Linked DNA regions of Mus musculus: region 2 is linked to region 1. Evidence: chromatin contacts called from public HiChIP or PLAC-seq data. All regions are on one chromosome and are shown on one strand. Each heading gives the region's core, a stretch centred on a gene start, on an enhancer-like site or on the middle of the called end of the contact. The rest is flanking DNA. Distances are from core to core; before and after follow the strand shown. Region 1 holds the start of Nadk (NAD kinase). Region 2 holds the start of Cdk11b (cyclin-dependent kinase 11B).

Evidence for each region. HiChIP or PLAC-seq counts read pairs in DNA pulled down with a chosen protein or histone mark.
Region 2: an H3K4me3 HiChIP or PLAC-seq map of embryonic stem cells shows a contact between it and region 1, with 36 read pairs. The contact joins the promoter of Cdk11b here to the promoter of Nadk in region 1. A contact is called at or near these places in 4 of 39 promoter capture datasets (cranial neural crest, frontonasal cranial neural crest, liver and 1 more), 7 of 484 Hi-C or Micro-C datasets (CD4 T cells, beige adipocytes, bone marrow-derived macrophages and 4 more), 7 of 115 datasets of contacts at active chromatin or transcription factors (the SCID.adh cell line, effector CD8 T cells, embryonic stem cells and 2 more) and 4 of 9 other capture datasets (adipose tissue, liver, macrophages and 1 more).

Annotation. Positions count from the first base shown.
Region 1 is chr4:155,562,260-155,565,466 of GRCm38.p6, reverse strand. Nadk (NAD kinase) reads right to left here and starts at 1,652. Exons shown (of 12, transcript NM_001159637.1): 1 at 1,488-1,652.
Region 2 is chr4:155,623,460-155,626,562 of GRCm38.p6, reverse strand. Cdk11b (cyclin-dependent kinase 11B) reads right to left here and starts at 1,709. Exons shown (of 20, transcript NM_007661.4): 1 at 1,622-1,709; 2 at 909-1,032. The coding sequence starts at 1,019. Gm16023 (predicted gene 16023) reads left to right here and starts at 1,808. Exons shown (of 3, transcript NR_040441.1): 1 at 1,808-2,204.

The sequences.
Region 1 (3,207 bases), core at 403-2,902:
ACACAGGGAATTAGAAATCAGCTTGGCATACATAAAGTTATGTCTAAAAACAAAGGAAGGATCAGAGACATGGCTCAGTAGACAAAGGCACTTACTGCCAAGCCTGATGTCTTGGGTTTGATCCATGGAGCCCATGGAGCAGGAGGAGAAAACCAACACTTGGAAGCTCTTCCTTCCATTCATGAGCAGTAGAGTAGCAAGTGTCCACTCCCATTAAAAAAAAAAGGAAAAAACCACCACTTGCTTCTCTCCATCTCCAAGTGATGCCTAGAGAGCTAAACTATTCATTTAAGTACTGCTGTTTTATCTGTTAGCCACTTCTACCCAAAAGGAGGGGTGGGGGATGGATTGTGGCTCAGTGGGACAGCACTTGTGTGAGGATCTGGGCTGGACCTGTAGCACTTCAAACAAGATGAAAAAGAAAAAAAATGAATAAAACTGCATCGTTTTTAATAAATAAATCTACAAAGAAGAAAATGCAGAAGCATTCTGAGATGCCACCTCCAAATGAAGAAGCTACCTGGTCATACTGTATATTGGCACCCGTGGCTGTCCCAGAGCCCAAGATGGGCAGTGTAAGTCACAGTGAAGTCACTGCTGAGGACAAATACGTTCAGAGGGAAGGTGCCGTGCTTTTAATTACCAAGGCGAGGATGCCAGCTTTCCGGCCCGTGGAAACTGACAGTGATACATGAAACCAATGAATATAAGTTTGAATAACACTCTTCTCAAGAGGCAAGCCAAACGAATAAGTTTTGAACCAAAACAGAGAGTTTCCCAAACAAGAAAGGAAAAACAAGTCGCTATTCAGAATCAATGCCAGGAGAAAGCCCATTGCTTGGGAGAGCTGGAAAGAGACGCCGGATCTTGGCCAAGCAAAGGCAGATCCTGGGACTGCGCTGGGCACGCCCTGTTCCCATAACGAAGAAACCTGCCAGAGGCCAAGACAAGCGGCCTGTGAGTGTGACATCCTGAGAGGCAGCAGCCTCTAGGAACATCTCCATGGACTCTTCAGGACTTTGGAAGCTCCTGGCAAGTACTGGATACCAAGTTTACGATGGGGTTTTGGAGAGTTTCACACCTCGATTGCTTACAAAACGCTCGTCTGACTACTTTGCCCACATGCCAAGGTCTCTGGCGCTTGCTAAGGCCCCACTGGAAGACCAATGGAGCCGATTCGGCTGCGGTGCTGCGCGCTGAACTGGCTTAGAACAGAACGGCGGCCTACATGGCTTCTCCCGGGACCCGAACCTCTGACTCGTCCCCCTAAACCCAAGGCCGGACCAGATCTTCAGACCTGTCCCTTAGGCTCCTTCCCCGAGACCACGCGTCATCCTGGCTGCAACCCACGTTCGGACGCAGGGAGGCGCGTCAGAGCCACCAGCGCCCGGCCTCGGGCAGGTGGGCAGGGCCGGCGCCGTGACCCTGTCTTCACGGGTCCCGGCCAGTGACGCCGGGCAGAGGGCGACCCCAGGCCCCGCACTCACCGTCGGCTGCCGCGCGCCCGCGTGGACGTCTACATGCTGGGCCGAGCAGGCGGTCCCTGCTGCCCTACTGCTACCTGGCTCTCAGCGACCCAGCCGCCCGCCACCCCATGGCCGCTCGGTCCAGAGACCGGCACCACCAAGCCCCGCTGCGCCGCGGCTGTCAGTGCGCAAGCGCAGCCCGCACGCATGCGCTGCAGGGCACGTGGGGAGAGCGGCGCAGCCGCACCTACACAGGCGTGCACGCAAACTTCGGGTTTTTCAAAACCCTTTGTAGGCCAAGGATCAGAGGCTGGGGGGTGGGGTGGGGGGTGGGAGACGTGAAGAGGGAGGGGCGAGGCAAAGGGGAGGCGGGGCCGAGAGGAAGTGGGCGGGACACAGGAGTAGGAGGCGGGGCAAAGGAACTGAAACAGGGCATAGCGGAATGGGATGGGGACAAGGAGCGGAAGACAGCACGGGGGGGTGGGGCCAAGGTTGGAGAAAGGGGAGGGGCAGACGGGTAGGAGAAGGGGCAGGCAGAGTGGGAGGGACAGGTCGCAAGAGGGCAGAGCTGGAAAGGGACGGAACTAAGGAGACTAAGCCGGAGGGAAGGGGAAGATCGGGAGAGTGGGCGGGGCCAAAGGGTGGAGGAGTCGGGGCGGAAGGGGAGGCGGGGCAGAGGGTGAGGGAGAAAAAAAAGAAAAAAAGAAAAAAAAAAGAGTAACCGAGGAGGGGCAAAAAGCTCAGTCCCAGCAGCAACAGAGAAAACCACCAGATTCTCTCCCTTTTCTTTCTTTCTTTCTTTCTTTCTTTCTTTCTTTCTTTCTTTCTTTCTTTCTTTCTTTCTTTCTTTCTTTCTTTCTTTCTTTTGCCTCCTTGCCTCGCGGTCTGATCTTTATTCCTGTCCTACGTCACACTCAGTTTGCTTTTTGCTGGCGAGGTCTCCAGGACCATGTGGACAACGCGGGCCAGCTTTGTGGGAAGGTGGGCTTCGTGCCAGGCTCCTGTTCCCACGTTGTTCTTAATGTCCAGCGCATGGACCTGGTATCTTTCAGAAGCAGAACTCGGGTGACAGCGCTCATATGGCTCTCAGGCCCACCAGCAGTGACCTGACACCCTTTGGCAACTGGCAAGGACTTGAGCCTGAAAGTAACAAACCTGACAGCTGGTTGATACAATGGTTCACTACTTTAATCCCAGAGATGAGAGCTCCGGATTTCTAGGAATTCGAGGCCAGCCAGGGGTACCATAGTTAGAGACCCTATCTCAAAAAGAAAAACAAAGTCTTGATAGTTGAGAAGCGACTGTGTAAATAGCGTGCCTCACCCACAGCTGTAAGGAGGGAAAGAGGGAGGCCACCGACTTTGTAGCTGAGCCAGGGATATGCTGAACTGGTGGACATGCTCGTGCATTGATATCCACCAGTGTGCACAGTGCACCAGTAGGTGTTTTCGCAGTCCCGACTCCCAGCACTGTAGTTTTAAGATGTTCACACTATTGCCCTTCCTGTATAGCCCAATCTCCACGCTTCCCCACAGCCCCCCATACCTGCTGCAGTCAGGATGTTCTCTGGTGGGAACTCCTGAGACCTGTGTGCTGTCCTTCCAAAAAGAACACATCAATGCAGTGGGGACGGAAAATAGTGGGTAGGGAGGATGGTGGGAATTTGCGGGGATTTCTTAAATTTTGTAACTTCCTCATGAGTTTTGTAAGCCTAACTTCTTCCCCAGAGTGAACGCCAGCC
Region 2 (3,103 bases), core at 460-2,959, 61 kb before region 1:
TATATAGGAAGTATATGTGTGTATATATATATGCATATATACACATATATGCACACATACATACAAATGCACATATATATAATTATACATATACATAAAATATACATTGCACTGGCTGGCTTTGAACTCAATAGATCTGCCTGCCTCAGCCTCCTGAGTTCTTGAGTGTTAGGATTAAAGGTTGTACAGGTTAAATATCTTTAAGGATAATTGAAGTTTGCTAACCAACTCTAAATATACATTTTTTGAATAGAAACTTCAAATATTAATTTTGTTCAAAACTCATGTAATTAAAATCACTTTTTTTTTTTTTGGTAACCTGAAACCTGAGAACAGAAAATTTAAAACATTGTACATGATAAGGGTCATAAGACTATATGAACGTTAGTTTTTCTGAGCCAAAACTAAGACTTTAGTTGGATTTTTACACACGAAATACATCATACATATATTGACAATAAGAAGCACTTATATCAATGTTTCTTATCCAGTCACCTAAGGACTCTAAATATATCATCATCCAAAGCAAGGTAATTACAAAGCACTCATTTTAATTGCAAGGAAAGTTCCCACTTTATTAAAAATGCTTGGTAAATGGTATTATGAATATACTAATAATGAAATGAGAAAAATTAGTCTGGTGGCAGTAATGATTCTAGGTTCAGAATATTTTATTTTGTAACGAGATATTCTCATTTCGATACAGCTTCAGTGTGTTATTAATCTATCTTCAACGTCAACTGAGTATATGAATGTTTTTGTTAATTTTAGAATAGATTTTGGGCTCACCTGTGACATTTGGAAGTACAAAAGAACTTCACCGAAGAAGCGTTGTTCTAATGGAAAAATGAGGGCAAAGAAATTAAATCTTCTTTAAGAAAACCACTTACTTAAAAAACATAGCTTACATTTTTTAAGCGTTTTATCTCTGCTTTCTCCTCTTGTTCTTTCCTTCGTTTCTTTTCCTGGAGAATTTCATCTAACGTTTTCACTTTCCAAGAGTCCTTTTCATCACCCATTTGAGTTAAAACACTGCAAAAAGAAAAACAATTCAAGCAACCTCGGGACACAGAAAGCTACGGTCGGTCTGTCGGTCTGTCTTTTCCGAACACTTAAGTCTAATCGTTAGTGTTTCAGAGTAAGTCCCGGTAGGTCGGAAGGATTCTGCCTGAATACACTGTCGTTTCTGTCATTCCTGTAAGGTTTTGGGTAACTTAGTTTACCTCAGTGTTTTCCGTAAAACGCAACCATCATCATCCACGTAACGGTACTGTTCTAGGATGAAAGACCATCCAGGTCATTTCAGTGCCTCGCACTCAACACACTCTGCCTTAGGTGTCAAAAGGTTGTATGAGAAAGCTCCAGGACGCGGGGAGGCCTGGGTGACAGGTAAGATCAAGGTGCACTGTCAAGCGCGGGACTCCGGGGCGGGGTCCCACTTCTGAGGGTTCAGTCACGCAAACCTGAGGCAAGGGCCGGCTCCGGGGGCCGCCAGGCCTGCCGCCTCCACCGCCCTCAGCTCCGTGTGGAGCGAGACTGCTCCGCGGCAGCAGCGTGTCGCCAGCCGCGATTCTTCAGGGGCGCCGTAAACCCTGCTCCGAACCCCCGCGCCGCTACTCACCCCTGCGCCGCTACAGCCGCCGCAGCCGGTCCTGGAGTCTGGGAAGGAACAGCGCCCGGCGCGCGCCAGGATTGTCGTCACTTCCTCCGCGGAAGCGTGATGATGACGTACGACGACGACGACGAACCGCGTGTGCGCTCGACTTTTTTTGGCCGCCCCACAGTACCTTGCGCGCACCGGAAGTGTCCTTACATCGTGAGTTGGCTCCTGCCAACGACGCGAGGCTGGGCGGATAAAAGCGAAGTAGCGTCTGGTAACGTCCTGGGGTGTCTCCGAGAGATGACGTTTCGAGACGATGCGCTCGGCCGTCTGCGGAAACCGGAAACCGTGCCTCCCGCTGCACCTTCGCTCTGCCAGGCAGGGCTACCTCCAGGCACTCGGTAGCGTAGTCTGCAGGCCGAGCAGCATTTGCACTCGTGACAAGCTGCTTGTGCCACTCAACCTTCCGCAGCCAGACATTTGTTTCTACCCATCAGACTAATTGCTCTGACGTATAGACGCCTCCAAAGTGGCGTCGTGCCATCCAATGGAAAAACAAGTTGTCTTTCTGACCTACCCAGGACCCAGGAAGCTGAATTCACAGGTAGGCTAGTTAACATCCTATGATGAGGAAGTCCCCTGCACAAGAAAACATTGAAACGAATCCAGTTTCCTCAGCCAACCTCCTTAAAACAACCTCTTCTGCTTGGCCTACGATAGTGGTTGAGTCTTTATGTTATTGTTTTGCTTTGAAATAGAGTTTAGTACGTAGACCTAGCCTCTATTTCTGGCCTGTATCTCTGTATTCTTTTTGTTTTCTTTTCATTCTAAATGCTGAAGTGTCTAGACACTTCTCAAACGTGTACTTAAACCACCTGAAGGTCTTAAAGGTTTTTACGATTCCACTAAAAACCTATTAACCTATCAGGGCTTATGGAAGAGAGAGCAGAAAGGAAAATTCCAGCTGCTTGTTTTTGTCAGGTTATCCTGTGGGTATTGGGGAAAAAAACAAACAAACAAAAAGCAATGCCATGCATCAGTGGAGCACACCTTTAATGCCAGCACTAGGGAGACAGAAGCAGGCGGACCTCTTGTGAGTTTGAGGCCAGCCTGGTCTACAGAGCTAGTTCTAGGACAGCCAAGGCTACAAAAGCAGCTCTGTATCGTGAAACAAAAAATAGCAATATGATTAAATTTCTTGAGTTAGGGTCAGAAACAAACAAAATGAAAAGGAAACCACTGTTAGTTATGACTGTGAAATGGTAAGATGTGAAAGAATATAACAACTAGTGTATGAAAAAAATGAGGGATATTGGAGTGAAACACTTTGTGATCCCAGCTCTTACTTTGCCTCCAGAGTTATCAGTGACTTGGAAACTAAGTCTGATTTCAGTAGCATACATAACAGAGTTATACAAGCCAGGTGGTGGTGGCTCACATCTTCGATCTTATCACTTTGTAGACAGAGGTACCGTTTAAAGGTGGCCTGGTCCACAGGGTTAC